Linked DNA regions of Gossypium hirsutum: region 1 is linked to region 2. A link is a contact called in public Hi-C data. All regions are on one chromosome and are shown on one strand. The core of a region is the stretch at or near the end of the contact, and the rest is flanking DNA. Distances in the headings are between cores, read along the strand shown.

Region 1 (4,677 bases), core at 1,310-3,809, 410 kb after region 2:
ATCCTCTACCATATTCTCTAGCAACTTGCCTCAGAAGGAAATATATTGTTGTCTCCTATCAAGAACTTCGTAAGATTGAGCTTCCTTCCTTACTCTTGACCTTCTCAATCCCTCTATTGATCACTATTAATGGGGGAGACCTATGCCTGTTAAGGCTAGCTGCCAAGAGGGAACTCTCACCCATCTTTTTTTTAAATGAAAAATTATTTAAAAAACAAAGTATGCAACAGAATAAAATATACTGTGATAAATACAATGAAAAAAGGCTTTGAATAAGCCAAATCAACAACTCTTAATTATTGTTAATTGAATCACTAACTATTCAAAAATTTTATAGTGTATTTTGAAAAAAAAAATTGGTATGCTTAAATTTAATATATACGGATTTGAAGTTTATTTTTACACTAATATTTTATAATTAAATTTAAATATAAATATTTTTATATATAATTTATTTGAATTGAATTAAAATTACCTGTTCAAATATGATTTAACATGGATGGAATAAATATCTCAAAATTTGGAGAGACTTTATTACCATTCAATGAGTAAATAACACTTTTTTTAATGGCTTTCTTATATCTTAATAAATTTTATTTTTTAAAATGATTTCTCATGTTTGATTTTTAAAGAGTTTTTTTTTTGGAAAATTTTAAAAGAAATAAATTTTAGGTTTTTTTAAACATGAAACTTTTTAAAACTTTTTTTATCAGAATTTTTGTGTTTTTAAAGAGTAATAACTAAATTGATTAAAACTATAAATGTTAAGAGTTAACTAAGTAATATTACCTGTTTTATAATTGACATGTCAACAATGCAACGGCCAAATTGAACGGAGGATTGAGATTTTTAAATTGAAAAATATAAAGATTCAATGTCTCAAAATTAAAGTGTAAAGACTAAGAGATAATTTATTTAAACATAATTTTTAAAAAAAATTGAATTTAGGTGTTGTCTGATAAACTAAAAAATTAATGAAAAATTAAGTATTAAATTAAGTTATAAGATTTGTTTGATAAATTACTCAAAATTAAGTATGGAATATAATTAGTATGCTTGATGAATGTAAATTTTAAAAATTTAAAGTTAAAGGGTAATGTTAAAAGAAATAAAATAAAATAAAATAGAGTGAAAAAAGAAATTCTACATTAAGTGATAAATAGCTTATTATCTATTTATCATTTTTCACACTTTTTCGTTGAAATAATTCAATTATTTTTTTATTATGGGTTGTTAAGTGTGCTTAAAACTTTTTCAATTCCACACTTTTTCGTTAAAATAATTCTATTATCATTAATCTTTTCAACATTAAGGATATGCTTGATTAGGTGGAAAAGTGAATAAATGAAAGGAGTGAGTAGAAAAGTGAAATGAAAATAAATTTTAAATGTGTTTGGTAGGGAAAAAAAGCGAGAGAAAAAAAAATAAAAGAGATGATAATTTTCTATTTTAATGTATAAAAACTAATATTCCAATTTGAAATAATGGGAAGAGAAAAAAATGAATGAGATACGTATGTTAGTTTAAAATTATGTATTTTTCAAAAGTTTTGTTTTTTTTCTTTTCATTTTCTAAATCTACCAAGTAATAATTTGAAGCCATATACGCAATATATGAATACACTTGAATTTATACTTATAATGTGAGTAGGAACACATTACAAATTTTACATATTCACAATCTTAAATTAATATACAAGTTAATTTTTAAATGTATTCATGTAACACATTCGACCAAAACGTGAGTAAATTATATTTTTTGGATTAATTCAAATATTTGTTAATAATAAAAATGATTGAAAATGTTAAAATACATAAATACTATCTTTTATTTAATAAGGGTAATTTTTGTAATGTATTATTACATTAGTGTTGAGTGTAGCAAAATAAGTTAATACAACTTTTACGGGATTCATATCAAATGTTGTAAAGTAACTTTCCTATAATAAAGAAACACCAAAGTCAGTGTAAATGATAAATAATTAATAATTTTTTATTAAAGTATTGGATTAAATTAAAATTATCCAAAATGTTGAAAATTTTGTTTTTGTTTATATATTTTTCAATGATGTATGTAATTTTAAATTCCAAAAAAGCATATAAACTTTTAGCATAGGTTAAATTTTAAAACAAATTTACGGAGTCAAAATTTTTCAACGCAAAATCGCATCGGTCTATTTTGCAATAACCAGAAAGACGGCTAAAAAGACAAAGATTAAAAAAAAAAAAGGAAAATGACGGTTACAGCGTAGGAACGGCAGTATCTGAGCAGCGTAAATGTAAAAGCGTGTGGACCCCACGGAAATCGATGCGTTTCTTTACCGTCGATGAGCTTTCATGAAAGTCAACGGATCGACGGTCCACAGGCAGCCAATTGTGCCAAATAGGGCTAAATTGGTGAGAGGGGGAATCTCTTGGGTGGGCCCAAAACTTCTTACGTGTCCTACGAGTGACCTGACACAGATGGCGTTTCATTGCCACTTGTATTTTATATTCCAATTTTACCCTTAAAAATGCCATATTTCCATGTTAGTCCCCCCGGGAATCAGCCGAAAAAAAAAAAATGAAAAACGTTCGTCGCTTTCACTCTCAGTATTTTTCTCCTTCACTAACACGCGCACTCAGAAAAAAAAAAACGTTTTGCTCACTAAGCTCACTCTCTCACTACAAGTGCTTCCCTTTCTCTCTATATAATTTGTTTTTGTTTTTGAGATCTCGAAATTATATAAAATGGCCGGTTATCCATTGTAGGGATCTCCTCATTTGATTCGTTGTTTGAGCCGAGGTACGGTTTGGCCTTCGAGAAAATAGAAGGAAAAAAAAATGCTACGTTTCTGTTTTCTTTTTCTACTTTTGGTCGATTCTTTGTTTTGTATGGCATTTAGTATTCTAGTGTTGTTTCAGCCTTGAATTTCTTTTTCAAATTTTTTTTGTTTGATGAAAATGGGAAAAAAAGGAAGTGGTTTTAATTTGAGTGTTGATGTTTCTTAGTCGTTAATTTATCTATTTGAATGAACACAGTTTACGTGTAAGTGCTTGATTACGAGCTAGTTTTGGCCGTTAAAACTGAGTTCCTTTTTTCAAGTTTTACTATTAGTTAATGATTTCGTGTTGTTTATTATAAGTTATATGTTAATGTATATATGGATAAATTTGTTATGTTAACGTTCTTGATGATACCTTTTAATCATGTTTACTTTGCGTTGGTTTTAACCTTGTTCTTTTTTTTTCATGTTGGATTATCGTGATTGTTACCAGAAAATGAATCTTGAATTTGTTGGTGACAATTTCAGGACCTGGTAAAGGCTCCTTGACCGCCGTAATTGATAAAGGATACTTCTAATAAGGATAATTAATAGTTGTAATGACCCTTTAATTTTTATAGTGTAATGAATCATTATTGTGCTTTCTTGTGTTTTGCAAGAATCATAATGTCGCATTGTTTGTATTGCAGGACCTATCATTTATGGCTTTCGACCTCTGGGGGACATCATTCACTGAAGGTGCTTTATTTTTCTCAAATTAGCACATGCATGCAGTCTTATTTTGATCATTTTTTTTTGTGTGGTTTGACTAACTGTCTGTAATCTGCAGAAGAAAACAGCCCTTTCATACAACCAGAATGGCCGTATGACTTTTACTTTGGTTATGGCATCGGTATAATAATGGTCCTATTTTATTTGTACTTCTGGTGGATATTTTCTTGTCTTTTTTAATTACCATAGTTATGCAATGTGTTCTTTTTCTACAGATATGATTGAAGAAAATGCCTTGAATGAGAAATCTTGTATTCAAGTGTTGAGGATATTGATTGCAAAAGCAGATACTGAAATCGATGAACTTGAAAAAGATTTGGTGTTGCTCCAAAGTGAATTGGTCTGGGCTGAACATGAAGAATGGCATGACATTTGCTGTAGTGCTTTGAGAGCTAAGATCAACTGCCTTGATATCTCAATAAGGAAGTTGAGGAACAAGGATGAGAATGACATTGAGGTTTATTTATTGATGCATACTGAACCTGTTGAGAAGTTGCATGAAATAATGAAGGCTCTGCTCAAAAGTTTCTACAATGAGAAACATGAGCAGGTTTGACTTTTGAATATTTTTCATACTCTTTTACTAACCTGACATGAATTTTATTCAACCCAGAAATTTAAAGGGATAATACAAGAAGCATGTGACCTCACGTTGAGTTTTACAAATTGTGTCTCTTAACTCTGCAATTTCAACCAAATTTGTGTACTATATATGGTTTTTGTCTCTCGGTTTTACATTAGCTTGATGGGATGCTTCAATTTATTTCTGGTACATGCATTTTGTTGTGGTTGTTCTGAGTTTAGGTTTAGACGTTTAGTACTGTCTGGATGTCACAAAGTTGTAGTGATGTTAGATTTTTCTTCTAGGCTTTGTCATTCTGGATGGAAAGAGAATGGAGAGCCATAAATTGACTGAAATAGAGGTGGAATATTGATTAGTGTTTTATTTATTTGGAGCGCTTTTGCATGTAGAACTTGATAAGCATGGTCAACTCCTCTAGCTGTTGGCATATTGGTTTTGTTTTTGTAATTCGTGTACCTTCCTAGCATTTGTTTATTAAGTTTTCCTTCTTATATTTGCTTATTTTATGCATTATTTCATGAACTAAGACAATTTTCCTTTCAAGAATGAGCAATCTCAG
Region 2 (4,750 bases), core at 1,880-4,379:
CTTCATTACCCCTTTAGAGAAAAACATATTTGACTTTTACAGATTAACATTATGTCCCGAAGTACTAAAAAAAGTGTCTAAAATTTCATTGATAACCAACTTGTGCCTGCTCCTCCTCTGCCTTGCCAAAAAGAATCAAGTCATCTGTGAAAAAAATATGAGAAAGGGACGGACCTGATCTAGTCAGTAGGATAGGTGACCATCTACCTTCTGCCATAGCCACGTAGATACTATGCCCTAACCACTCCATACACAAAATGAAAAGGTTCGGTGAAAGTGGCCATCCTTGACGCACTCCTCGTGCCAGCTTGAATTTCTAGGATGGCACTCCATTCCAAAGAACCTGCATAATTGAACCTGAAATAGCAGACATAATAACATTACGTAGAAAGTTAGGAATACATATAGCCTGTAGAGAAGCATCGATGAAATCTCAATGAACACAATCATAGGCCTTTTCGAGATTAATTTTAATGGCCATCCATCTTTTATTCTTTTGCTTACTCTTCATAGAATGTATAGCTTCTTGTGCAATGATGATATTATCATTTATGTTCCTTCCTACGACAAATCCTACTTGTTTTGGTGCAATGATCTTTGGAAAAACCACTTTAAATCTATTAGCAATAACCTTCATCACAAGCTTGTAAAAAACTGAACAAAGATTCATAGGGCGAAACTGCGAGAAACATTCCAGATGTTGTACTTCAGGTATAAGGACAATAAGTGAATTATTAAGGTCTAAATCAATGTTATCACTAGAGAAAACCCATTTAACCCACTCACAAATAGAAGGACCAACAAGTTTCCACTGCCTCTGATAGAAAATAGCATGAAGACCATCACTACCTGGAGCTTTTAAAGGTGCCATATCAAAAAAGGCCTTCTTAATCTCCTCGTCAGTTATAAGCATGCTAAGGAATTAGATCTCTTCCTACTCGAGAGACGGGAAGGCACCACACCCAAGACTGCCCGTTTTTCTTGATTGCTCTCTATAAAGATTCTTATAAAAATTGACTGCTTCCTGCTTTAAATCTTCCTCATTTATAACCCATTCCCCCACTTGATTTTTAAGGGCAACAATATGATTATGCTTCATTCTCTGTAAAGTTCGCCTATGAAAGAATCTTGTATTCCGGTCCCAAAAAACTAACCAGTCACACCTAGCCTTCTGTCTCCATAAAAGCTCCTCGTGATGTAATACTGACTCCAGCTCTTCTCGAATTTTAAATTCAACTTGATTAAAAAAAAGAGCTTTTTCGATCAATCGCCTTTTGAACGTTATCCAACTTTTTCTTCAAAATATTCTTCTAATGCGTAATGTGACCATAAACCTCCTTATTCCATAATTTCACTTGATCAGTGAAAGTAGCATGGGGTATTTGACATATCCCCCCAAAAATTTTAATTTTTTTTAATAAAATTCAAAAAATTCGAATGCTCAACCCAACTGGTCAAAAAACGAAAAGGCCTCCTTGAGGAAGACTCAACATCAGGTAAAAGAGATAATTTAAAGGGCATATGATCCGATTTAAGCTTTTGTAAATGCAAGACTTTTGACAAAGGAAACTTAAGGCTCCAAGCATTATTACAGATTTCTCTATCCGGTCTCTCAAAAACTCCTCCTCTACTCCAAGTAAAGTTTGGACCACTAAACCTCAAATCATGCAGCCCCATGGAATCCATGAATTCACTAAAGAGAGCACATCTTTTCCCAATGACCCGACCACCTTTTTTTTTTCACAAGAAACAATGATAGCGTTAAAATCACCAATCGCTAACCACCGAGTCCCATCCACCGGCACGGTATATTTCAAAGCTTTCCATAACTACTTTCGCTTCTGACCATTAGGACTACCAGACACAAAAGTAACCAAAACCGGTTGTCGATAAGAATTTCCAGAAATTTTAAGTAAAATAAATTGGGAATGATTACCCAAAATATCCACAGAGATAGTATCTTTCCATCCTATCCAAATTCCACCAGAGAAACCCACAGCCTTCACACGGTGTAAAAAATCAAAATCGAGTTTAGCAATAACAGAATCAACTTTAACACCACTTACTCTTATTTTTAAAAGGCCAACTAAATCAGGTCTAAGCTCTCTGTTATACTCCCAACAAAAACGAGGGAATTTAAACTAGCACAACCTTGACAATTCCAACTGAAAATAGTAAAATTCATTTTAAAAATAAAATTTAAAAGTAACCCAATTAAAAATACCACCATATTATACAAATGTAGAACCAAGGCCAGCAATCTATCCATCAGCATTACCACTAGTTTCATCTGCCCTAAGCCCAACTTGCGAATTGATAAGATTAGCCATGGAGCTTATAACTTCTGTCAAAGGAATTCGAGAAATTCCAGCGTTTTTAATTTTCCTTCATTTTCTTTAAACGTGCGATTAAGAGGAGGTCCACCGCGATTATTACCAACTTTATTCTCAGAACCACCCCTTCTGGAAATAGAAAAAGATTTATTAGTATTAACCAAAGTCTTTTTCTTATTATCTTTGAGTGATTTTGACACATTATTTTCATTGAAAATAACAGTCGAATAGTGATTTGGGTCTAAAAGGTTCTTATCTAATTTAACCACAGTTTCATAAGGGCCTTCGAACATGGGGTTATTGAGAACCAATTTATTCCCCTCATTCTCTGAAGAAGCCGAATGTACTTCTACATATTCCTATTCTGAAAAATCGTTAGAAGACATTCCACCAAGGCCTTTTTTATCCAAAATAAAATTTTGTCCCTTCACTAATGTGTTATCCAGGCCACTAGAAATTAAATCAACAGGTCATTTCCCTTCTTAGCCCACCACGCTTCTCCATCGATTACCCATTAATCTGTGCATCGCCCATTTTAAATTGTGCTAGACCTGCAAGCGAAAGAAGAGAACTAGAATTAAAAAAGGTAAAATTGTTAATCAGGTCATTATCTTTTTGAGGAAGCCCATCTGACTCCACAGGCCTTTTTCCCAGCGATTTAAAACTAAGACCCCCTCAATCTGACTCGTTTTTAAAATTTTCTGATCTGTTGGAACTTGAGCCCAAGACAGGCCCAACCAAAGGCCTAAAGCCTACCTCAGCCCTACGGTCTACTTCAACAACTTGACCCAAAATCGCTTTAGTATTAACCTCACCCAAAACCCATTTAGAATTAACCCTAGCACCAACACTTCTCATATCCACAGCTGCATGGTCATCATCCTTCTCCTCCAAAAAATCCCCAACAAACCACCTAAGTACGCCACCTGAGACATCTTCCGCAATCAACGGCGCAAACCTAGATCCCAACGTTCCCTTTCCCAAATTTGTTACCCTATTAGTCCGAGAATCCTATTGACCACGTCATGACTTTCTCTCCACCAACATCCATGGCTCGTAATCAACTTTCTTCCCTTCACCGTCCTTACTGATGTCATCATCGGAAGACGCTATCACCGCAGTCACAGGGCTACCTGAAGCCAGATTCACCCTCACCGATAGACACAACTCATTTACATACTTATATTTTTTGTAACTGAAGCAAATCATTGGAAGAGCCTCGTATTCAACCCGTTGCACGGCGACATCAACCAAAACCTGAGAGATTAGTGGTTTATCAAAATTGATGAACACAACTAAATAGGCAAATCGTCCTCTTGTTCTATTATCAGTTTGTAAATCTAACTTGACTACTTTTCTGATTAACCCTCCACTAGCTTCAATGATTTGTCTTTTGTATAGGTAACCCGGAAGACCCTGCAATCGAATCTAGGCCATCACCATGCTAGGATAAGGTTATGCTGGATTAAAGATTTCGTCTATGGTTATACCATAAGGTATTGACCAAAAATGATCCATGGGCCCTGAACTAAGACTTTGTTATAATCGTCAATATTCTGAAACTTAACCAAAAAATATCCATTAGTGATATCCATTAGATGAAAAGTTTTTGCAGGTTTTCATAGATTAAGTATACAGTTGTGAAGCACATTGTATCCGATATTGCGCCCTAGCAGCTTGAGAATCACTATCAACTCCATCTCCTTGAACAGTATGTCTTTGACACGATCCTAGAATATGATTGCCAAAATCCCATTAACCATGGACGTATTAACATCTCCATCCATTAATTCAAATTCACTCTCATTCTTTTCAAAATTCCCTTCAAGATTTTTATCAGAGGAGGCAACATATCCCCCCAAAAGTTTGTCTTTAAAAGACATAATCGACTGCTGGTCAGAATCAACAACCATATTGTTGATTTCTCCATTGATCACTTCCTTGAATCTAACTTTTTTAGTATTTCAATCACCACCGGTGCAAGATTTTCTATCAGTACCGTTGGCAGAATTTTTCGTCTCCATTTCCAATGTTTCTCTCTAAAACGAATAATTTCATAGTTATCCAATTCATTTTTTAGTTTTACTTATACATATGCTTTCACTTTTAATTTTCGAATGACTTTCTCCAATTTGGTGAATACTTAACGTTTAAATCAATTTATACCCGCCACTTTACACCATCATCCCACCATTATATACGTCCCTCTTTCTCCCTCCATTTGATCTTCACCATCATCAAACCTCCAGCCATTGCCCACCACCCCCTCAACTCATCACTATTTTCACAACCTCCATAAACATCACTCTCTAAACTATACCGAAACTGAAACCATACAAAAATAACAATAAACTCACACAAGGTATAAACTAAAAAAAAGAAGCAAAGATTCATTTCGGGTTATCTAGTTTTACGGG

The links. Hi-C and Micro-C count contacts between places; a contact is called where the count stands out from the background.
Region 1: a contact with region 2 is called in a Hi-C map of leaf, with 2.4 times the contacts expected there. The contact joins the promoter of LOC107918150 here to the enhancer-like site in region 2. A contact is called at or near these places in 2 of 34 Hi-C or Micro-C datasets (both in leaf).

The regions. Positions count from the first base shown.
Region 1 is chrA01:42,689,635-42,694,311 of Gossypium_hirsutum_v2.1, forward strand. LOC107918150 reads left to right here and starts at 2,560. Exons shown (of 9, transcript XM_016847679.2): 1 at 2,560-2,784; 2 at 3,454-3,502; 3 at 3,594-3,656; 4 at 3,751-4,085; 5 at 4,663-4,677. The coding sequence starts at 3,466.
Region 2 is chrA01:42,279,707-42,284,456 of Gossypium_hirsutum_v2.1, forward strand. No RefSeq gene overlaps it. Among protein-coding and RNA genes, the nearest start is that of LOC107918156, 57 kb to the right of the region's middle. Within about 2 kb of position 3,130, at least 9 of the 9 cell types and tissues checked have an H3K27ac peak or open chromatin away from gene starts, as enhancers often do. A contact at or near this core is called in leaf, where this site is marked.